Linked DNA regions of Hordeum vulgare: region 2 is linked to region 1. The links are chromatin contacts, called in public Hi-C maps. All regions are on one chromosome and are shown on one strand. The core of a region is the stretch at or near the end of the contact, and the rest is flanking DNA. Distances in the headings are between cores, read along the strand shown. Region 1 holds the start of LOC123429936 (vascular-related unknown protein 1-like). Region 2 holds the start of LOC123425875 (protein disulfide isomerase-like 5-4).

What was found. Hi-C and Micro-C count contacts between places; a contact is called where the count stands out from the background.
Region 2: a Hi-C map of seedling shows a contact between it and region 1, with 4 times the contacts expected there. The contact joins the promoter of LOC123425875 here to the promoter of LOC123429936 in region 1. A contact is called at or near these places in 2 of 6 Hi-C or Micro-C datasets (leaf and seedling).

What each region holds. Positions count from the first base shown.
Region 1 is chr2H:208,339,299-208,344,099 of MorexV3_pseudomolecules_assembly, reverse strand. It overlaps LOC123429936 (vascular-related unknown protein 1-like), which reads right to left and starts at 2,429. Exons shown (of 3, transcript XM_045113900.1): 1 at 1,998-2,429; 2 at 1,818-1,883; 3 at 1,281-1,672. The coding sequence starts at 2,330. The coding sequence ends at 1,493.
Region 2 is chr2H:208,686,837-208,691,637 of MorexV3_pseudomolecules_assembly, reverse strand. LOC123425875 (protein disulfide isomerase-like 5-4) reads right to left here and starts at 1,926. Exons shown (of 16, transcript XM_045109623.1): 1 at 1,852-1,926; 2 at 1,652-1,754; 3 at 1,175-1,265; 4 at 476-570. The coding sequence starts at 1,692.

The DNA of each region.
Region 1 (4,801 bases), core at 1,180-3,679:
ACTCTGGCGCAACAACATGAATGTTCATGAAGCTCGTCCGGACGTTTTTTCCGTTTTTATGTGTCCTTTAGGGTTTTTTTTAAGAACAACCCACTTTATTCATATCATAATATTTTGGGGAATACAAAGGTTGTCAGGAGGACTATTGAATCATAGATGACGGTCTAAATCTAGGGTAGTGGTCATCCTTGCTAAATAGTCAGTCTGCGCGCCAATTGCTCTGGCCCGTTGGCCTTGTATCCGTGTCTTAAACTTGCTTTGCTCTCTCTCTCTCTCTCTCTAAAAAAAAATAAGAATGCACATGAAGGTCTGGATAATGGAAAAGAATAAGAAGAGGCCACAAATAAAGATGTAGCTCAGACATCATGTTTGGAACCCATATCCTAAGATTGATTTGAAGGAAAGTAATGTTTTACTAGCATGAGGATAGGGTGAAGCTGTCAACCAGGGATGTCTCAAAGCTTCAATTTAATTGATTTGGTAGCAAGTCATCCAGCCTTTTATATCTCTTGCAACAGTCAAGCCTTTAACTATTTGCTTTCTGAAGGCTACTTCGTAACTGCCTAGTTCATGAATGCATGAGCTAATGCATGGACATTGCGTGATCCATGATTATCCACTATCTATTCCGAAATGGAAATTGCTTACTCCTACAAACCCTGAATCCTTTTCCTTGCGAAAAAAGAGAGATAACTCGATTTGTTCTTCATGATTTCAAAAGCACGTGCAAAGTCATGGGTGTATATATAAATTAAGAGAGGGGAAGTTCGGCAAACTGACCCACTCATGGATGGTAAGGTAGCGATATATGATGAACACAAGTGAGTAGGTACTAGGTATATAGCCCAGTTTATCATGTTGATATGCTAGTGCACCAGCCGGTATGGAGACAACAAACACTTTATGCTATATCGAACACAAATAACACCTAAGAGAAGGCAACGTATATTCACCACGAACAATGGACTTATGGAATGGAGAATTTCGGAGAAATCATTAAAATTCAGCCAGATCCCTGGACGTACAAATCGTGTAAACTACGCTGGCCATGTCTGTAGTACTAATACTTGTATTTGGTACCACATCGCCTCTTTCGTATGCAGCGTATGCATGAATGAGGAAGATATCCAGTAGAATCCCATTATGTTCTAATTATTTTGGTTTTCATACCGAGCTGAGCTCCATGAACCTATGTATATATATTCTTAACACAATTGGCTATTAATAAGCCAGTAGCTGAAAACAGAATGAAATACAGTTGTAATATGATCCATATATAATTCATCAAATAAAATATCCACATTATCATCACCACACACTGTATGTTTTGGTCAATTGTCCCACAGATATCTGTACAGTGTAATCCACACAATGTTCAACTTCATGTTTGGAACGCAGGAATTTCACGGAAATTTTGAAGGAACCATCCAATTCCGACAAGATTCGGAAAAAAAATAATGCATTCCAAACACAGGGCCTATAAGTCTCAAAGTTAGCCCTGGTAGTTGAGCAACATGGACAACGGAACCAAACAAAGCCCCTTGTCCTTGAGCTCTGCGCATGGAGTTATACCCCTCTGGCTTTGATCCAGAAATCTCACTCCTTCCATCACCACATCTGCATCTTCACAGTCCATTCCGTCTCTCCCATGATCGTTGCCAATCCCAGCCACCTTCATGCAAGAAACACTAACACAATTATTGACTACTATGTAGGTACAGGATCCACAATTCCGAAGAAAGATACCAATCAGGTATATAATTTATATACCATTTCAAGAACACACGTATCAATTAATGAATTATTAACTGAATTACCTTGGCGAGGTCCGTAATATTGCACCTTCTTTTAGGGCTGAATTCCAGCTGTGACAAAGCACTGACCTTGAAAAAGACAAAATTAAAACAGCAAAAATTAACACCAACTACATATACATACTGCAAGGACTTGTCTAAATTTAACCAAAAAGTGAAGCTAATTCTCAATTGTAGCTATACCTTAGGGCTATTGACAGGAGAGCTTGCAGTATCCTCCAAGGAATCATCATGATCCAGGGCCTTGAAAACTTTCTTCTTGAGCTTCTTGAGCCCCTTGTACCTATCTGGGACCGCGGCCGGAGCGAGGGAGGCGGCATCGGAGATCATAGAGCCCTCCTCCTCCTCCTCATCCTGATCAAAAGTGCAATATGAGGCCCCTTGCCTCTTCTTCTCCTCCTCGGACATCATGAAATCCACAAAGTAATCGGTCCAGGAACTCTCCTCCGGCTGAGCCTCCGCTTCACTGCAGCTGAGAACGCTCTTGAAAGATGAGCTGCTAATCAGATCATCCATGGTTTGTTGTGTGTAGGGCTGTAGGGTAAAGCAGAGGTAAAGCTGAACTACAAGTTGTGTTTCTATGAATGAAGAAGGAATAGCTTTGCAAAGAGAGAGACAGCCTGGCTTATATATACACAGGAGAGAGAGAGAGAGAGAGAGAGAGAGAGAGAGAGAGAGAGAGAGAGAGAGAGAGAGAGAGAGAGAGAGAGAGAGAGAGAGAGAGAGAGAGAGAGAGAGAGAGAGAGAGAGAGAGAGAGAGGTGGTTGGGGCGTTAAAATCAACAATTAGATGGTACTGTTTCCGTTACAGATAATCGAAGAATATTTCATACTTTGGTTTCAGCCTTTCAGAAGCTGGCCGCCCTAATCAATAACCTCCCTATCTTGCGTAGCAGTATAATCACTGTTCTCTTCTACAGTATCTTCTCAATCTCAATGGGTGCGTTGTGTTACTGTTAGGAGAAAAAAATGTCATAGCACGTGGAGCCTGCGCCGCTAGTTAACTCCGAAGCTTGGCTTACCTCCGCCTTAACTGAAGCCGTGCCTCCGCAAGGTTTGAACTAAACCGTGGTTCAAATTTTTAACGAGCTTTGCCGCTCTGAGTGGAGGGAGATGTATTACTGGAGCTAGCTGCTGCTTGTGTTCAAACCGTTTTTGAAGACCCTAGCCGGCCAGCCTCCACTTTGGTGCTGGGTCTACATTGTGCCTCACATCCGACGTGGCATGGTTGATCGAGATTCGAGTGACCAAAGGTGTGATCCGTGCAAGTTAATTTGCTTGTCCAAAAGTGTTCTTCAGTTTTTGTTCAGAGAAACTTCCTGGGTTGGTATAGGTGAATGCATCATGCATGGTTTGGTGCAGGTGAATGGATCATCACCAACAACTTCCACTTTTTTTGAGAGAGAGAGAGAGAGACACACACACTTCCACTTTTATATGATATAGTAAAGACGAACACTTTTTTTCACTAACCGATCCAATGGGCTAACAGTTTCCCAAATCTCCGCAAGAATAGAGTCGTCTTTATACGGTGCTAAGAACTTTAGATGCGGCACATGTGTACGTCGTTATTGGTACATCTGCATGTTAAGCGAACGAGGAATTTTTTCTTTTCTTTTTGCATGGATTATGTGCTGGCTAGGCATGAAGAAGTTGGCAACCCGGTCTTGGGGTTTGTTAGTGTCCGGCCGTTGTTACCGTTACCGAATGACGGGCGCGCACACGTATGCACACGCACTCACAAATTATTGGTGCGCCGCACGTCTGGGTGGGTGACGACTGACCATCCATGGGGCCGGCCCAGTCTTTTCTCGGAAACTTGTAATCTTACACTAGACTAGAAGCGATGATGCAATCATTGATATTATCAAACGCGTTAATATACAATACAATCTCGCGCCGAAGAATAGGTCCCGAGGATTCCGTACCTCCCATTCAGATTATACTATAGTAGTATAAATAAACGTGGATTAATTACTAAGTACGAACTGCGACACCATAATCAATCGGAAAGCTTGCTTGCACTGTACTGCTCGGGCTACGGGCGACAACGTGCAGACCAGAACATGCACGCAAAATATTCCGTATCGTGGTGCCGTGTGAGGCGTTAACGTCCGCGGCTTGTCTGCGCATGGATATGCCCGACGCTTTCATCCATAGCTAGATGATGTCCCGTCCCGCTGCTGCGAAAAACTTGTTAGAAAATATATAAAAGTTTTTAAAAAATATCTATAAGTAACGGGAAACAAATCTAAGCTTAAGAATGAAGAAAATACAAAGGGTATAGAAATAAAAAAATGAATTACATTTAAAATAATGTCATGTCAAACAAAAATGTGAATGTAAACCACATAGTTATGGTGCAAGCAACCAACACTTATATTTAAAATAAATGATCTAACGCAAAAAATAACTTATGTGTAACATGCATGAATTGATGATGTAGCGCTTACATGGATAAAGTAACCTAAAAAGAATGTAATTTATAACTTGCATCCATGACTTGCTCTTATGGCATAGTTACATGTCTAGGAAAAATAGCTAGTGGGTAGTAGCTATTTTAGAATAGAAGATTCCAGTCCCTTTTCTGCTCATTAGAGCATCTACAACTAGAATTAACTAATATCAATCTCCAAATGCGTGCAAATGTTTCGATCAGTGATCGGGTACATCTGTTTTGATCCTTTATTTACCAAAATACTAAATCTATGTAAAAGGCCTACATAAGGTTATGTACCTTTCAATCTATAATCAATAAATCCCCATGATTTTAACTGGTGCTCCCCCTCCTTGATTCACCCAATCAAAAACTACCCCTTAACCCATTACGTAGAACACACAAATTTCCTTATATTTATGCACGCATGTGACCATGTCTTTTTGTCCTTTCCAAAATTTTCGAACAAATGCATTTAATGGATGAAGACGAAGAGGAAAATGAAAAGAAAGAATAAAGAAATAAAAAATGTTGTTTAGTGTTGGTCGTAT
Region 2 (4,801 bases), core at 677-3,176, 350 kb before region 1:
AAACGAATATCTATCTAGTGCTTGAAATTTTTCCAAAAACATGGAGCACCAGTTCCAATAACAGACCTCAGATGCATAAGGAGACTAGGAGGAAAAAAGATAATAATGGATGCCATAAACCTATTATGCTAGGAACAAAACAAAAATGGTTGGATTTGGAAAACTAGCTGATGGCAAGATTATTAACCTAAGTACACATCAGATGCTTCTTGACAGAATTCAGAGAAGAGTAAAAACATCAAGAAACACACAATGACATGTCTTGTGCTGCATATATAAACTGCGCACTGGTAACAGCTAAATAACAATAGCAAGTCATTAGTTTTAGAAGAGTAGACATGCATTAGGTGGAAGACAATTTCCATGAAGTTTCGGCAAAACAAAGAGCAACAGATAGCAAAATTATTGATGAAACATAAAGACTCAGGTTTAAACTATGTATTCAATAATGCTCATGAAATGCTACCAAATTCACCTCAAGTTAAAATCTATCCTTAGGAACTCCCCATCTGAACTCCTGTCAACAATTACAGATGTGGTGGTATTGACTGCTAAGTAACTACTCAACTCCTGCAACAACAATTTAACAGCTTCAGATGAAAGTAACTTTATCATATATTGCAATACAAATTTAAAGATCAAGAATACGAGATCATGTAAACATTATTCAAAATTGCTAGCAAGTGCAGGAATTGCAATGCTTAGCCAATGAGGACCCAAGCAATACATTGGTTCCAGAGAAACTAGTAGACCATGTGATGTCATCACACTGCCAGTTTCAATTCACGCAAAACAATTGACAATTCAGTGAACAAATAGTCTCAAGTCCTCATGATCATAGTTGCTTCCATAATCTAGTCCATGTTGATGCTCTAATGATCAATTTGAAAAGTTCATTTTAAAGGGTTATTTCGGACTACATAACGTGAAATGGTGTAGCAATTAAGTACTACAGCAAACCAAATAGTAGCAGACCGATTATTCACATAAACTAAGGGCAATGCTCTTTTCCTTATGGTTGTGTTCTTAAGTGTAATCTGCAAAGCAAATCGAACATGACAACAGCCATGTTACTTATTTTTGTGCTACATAGACTGGAACCAACTAAGGTAGATAATGTAACCTGACAATGAGTACAGTATAGTTGATAACAGAACAGAAACTGAGTACTGACCATTCCAAACAAAAACACCATTGCTAGTGCTGCAAATATGGATAATCCAGCGCCAGATAGTGATGCCTCCGTCAAATCCCTAGGAATTTTCCTGCAGACAGCCAACACACACCAAAAAGAATATCTCAATACGTTACCACTTCAGTAGAAACTCAGAAACAGCACCTGGACAATGCCAGCAAAAAGGTCACACGCCCCCCACCGACCACCATTACACCATACTGTAAATTTTGCATCTTCGGTACTACGAAGTTCGTAAATAAATCATCTACGGTACAATTCTCCAGAAACAGACCGAGTTAATCACTCCGTTCTACGAAAAGACAAGTAAATCATTACTGCCGAGTATCCGCACTCGAACTAAAAACATCAATTCGTAGTCAATCCCCCAATACAGATAGTAATCCGACGGAACCAAACCCCGCATTCACCGAATCCCGCCGCTAATCTGGAGATCAGAAGGGAGGCGAATGGTACCTGTAGAAGTCGACGGACTTCAGCTTGCTCGAGGAGATCATGGCTGCCGATGATGACGGCGTGGCAGCGCGCCGGGGGGTCGGATCTGCCGGTGCGGAGAGATCTGGAGGGAGGGGGAGGAAAGAGGTGAGATTTATGTGGGGAGGTCTCTTCTTTTCGTCGTGTAGAAAGGTGTGCCCGCGGATCTCACCGCCTCCTACCTCCCGGAGTCCAGAGTACGGCTGCCTTTGCCTTCGATGTTAATTGCGTCCAGCCACGGATACGTAGTATCCATCTACCTATTGCTTTCCTTTTATGTATGCCGTGTCAACTTAGAAAATTAATTCGTGTCGAAAAAATCTTAGAAAATTAATATCGCCCTATCCTGATCTCAAAAAATAAATGCCCTGTATCCTGGAAAGTTAATTGGTCCTACTCCCTTCCCTTCGTTTCAGTTTATAAGTCCGACACGTGTATCTAGGTCGTTAATTTAACCAACTTAATAAGAGTCATATATTACAAAAAATATATCATTAGAAACTTTAGATGTTATATTTTATAAGGATATAATTTTTATGTTAAACAATATATTTTATATAAGTCAAATTGACGACCTAGGTACACGTGCGTGCCTTATAAACTGTGATGGAGGTAGTAGTATTTACAGCGCTGAGTAAATGTAATGCTAACCATAGTGTATATTGCATATATGTTCTCCTATAAAACCCAATAAAACAATTAAATTTAAAAGTACTCCTGGGCAATAATGTATGCATAAAAAATTAAGTTTATAATTTAAAAATTCAAATCAATACGGTAGTTGATGTTTAACCTAAGACATGTCTAAAAGTTGGCATTACTCCTATGAAGTATGCTCGAGTATACACCTGGCCAAATGGGCCGGCCCGACACGGCAAGGCATGGCCCGACTGTAAACGGGCCAGGCACGGTACGGCTTGTCCAAACATGAATATTAACCGGGTCGGCACACGTGCGCAGCTTCCACCCCCACGCATGACACGGAAGCTATACGGACCAGTCCCTCGGCATGCCAGGGCCGATTTTAGATTTTTTTTGGCCTGTTGGGCTATTATATATATATATATATATATATATATATATATATATATATATATATATATATATATATATAAGTAAATGGGTCATGTCGTGCCGGTCCACGTGTCCAGCCTTCAAGCCCACGCATGGCCTGAGACGGGTTGCATGCCCGGCACGGTCCATTTAGGTCATGTTGTGCCTGGCCATGGCGGGTCGTGTCGGCGTGCTCGCGGGTGGGCGTTTAGCCCGGCCCATTTGGCCAACTATACCTAAGGGCATCCACGCGTGCCTCATGCTGATTCCTGTCGGGCGACTTTACCCCTCTTCGATCGGGTTGGGTTGTTCCTTACCGTGCCAACGGCCTTGGGGTCCATGACCTGTTGGTTGGGGGCGCGTTCGGGGTCACCTTTTCTGTAGTGTTTTTTGTTACACATATGCGTGTTGTCTCCTGTGTTGGTTAGAGTTGTCATTGTCGTGGCTTATATTCGGTTATTAGTCTGCGTTGGATCTGTTTATGGCGGGTACCTCTTATTCGGTTGTTGTCTGATCTGCTACCCGCAAATTGAGAGGTAAAAACTCTATTAGGGCAAGGATTTGAAAAAAATAAATACCTATTGATTTATAAATTGGAAAATTCTGCACCAATACGCATACCCGCGTACTCGCATACCTTTGTACCAATTCATTCCTACTGGTAGGTATGTCATTCACTAAAAGGGAATAAGACCTAGCTGTTTTACCCTAGTCTAACTCAACTGCCAACCTCGGCCCCAAATCCCCTCCCCTTATCTCATCATGTGTTGCCATACCACACAAGCCTTGCCTCCCCCATCTCACTCTCACTTCAACCCTAGTTGGGAAGCACCACACGCTACCCCCGCGAGCAGTCGCCACTACCTACGTGAAGTGACGCAATGGGTCATTTCCCTCATCTCCTCGTCTCCTCCTTGCACCTATGTTTCCTCTTGTGACCAGGTCCTCTCCTCCGACAACTCTCTGCTTGTCGCCTCGTCTCCTCCACGCGATCACCACGAGATGGTCGTAGCACCTTCTCTGTCACGCCTCTACATGCCTCGAGTTGACAAGCACATGGAGAGCGACCAAGAGGATGTTGAGGAGGCGTCACTCTAGAACGGATCCCCTCCTCCGTGCAACTCTGATAGATAGGGAGGAATTTGAAGAAAAATGTCACAGATGGGAGTGGTTATCAGGCGTCGACGCCTTTGCCTTCGCCTTCGCCTACCCCCCCCCCCCCCCCGCCCCATGCCCTTACGCCTCCAGACACCTTCAAGGGGGGTAGATTCCCTGGTGCTTGTGGTGAATTGGGTGAGGTGGACGAGATGGGTATTTGTACCCACAAGTATTACCTGCACGGCTGCACCCAACCGGGTATGGTGATATGGGGTGGAACCCCTAGATGTTCATCTTTCACGAATTGAAGGGGGGGACCTCGAAGAACACAAAGAGCACAGGGAGGAACAGGGAGAAATCACAAGAGGAAACACTCAAGAACAAATCCATTCAAACATCCACTAGACTCACACCACACAAGATCCACAAAGGTACATGAACAACAAAGGAAAAGTAAGTTACATGGTAAAGTTCATCCCAAATACCATAGGGAGATGAGGTCTTGAATCCAGTAGGGATCTTCCCTAAAAAAGGGGCCTTGACATCCACTAGGGGATCTTCTCACATGGAGGTTGATACGTCTCCATCGTATCTACTTTTCCAAACTCTTTTGCCCTTGTTTTGGACTCTAATTTGCATGATTTGAATGGAACTAACCTGGACTGACGCTGTTTTCAGCACAATTGCCTTGGTGTTATTTTTGTGCAGAAATCAAAGTTCTCCAAACGTCCTGAAAATCTACGGGGCGCAGTTTTGGAAAATATAAAAATATCTGCGCCAAGTTCCACCTTAGGGGGTGGGCCAGTGTGTTGGAAATATGCCCTAGAGGCAATAATAAAATGGTTATTATCATATTTCCTTGTTCATGATAATCGTCTATCGTTCATGTTATAATTGTATTAACAGGAAACAGTAATACATGTGTGAATGAATAGATCACAATGTGTCCCTAGCAAGCCTCTAGTTAGCTAGCTCGTTAGT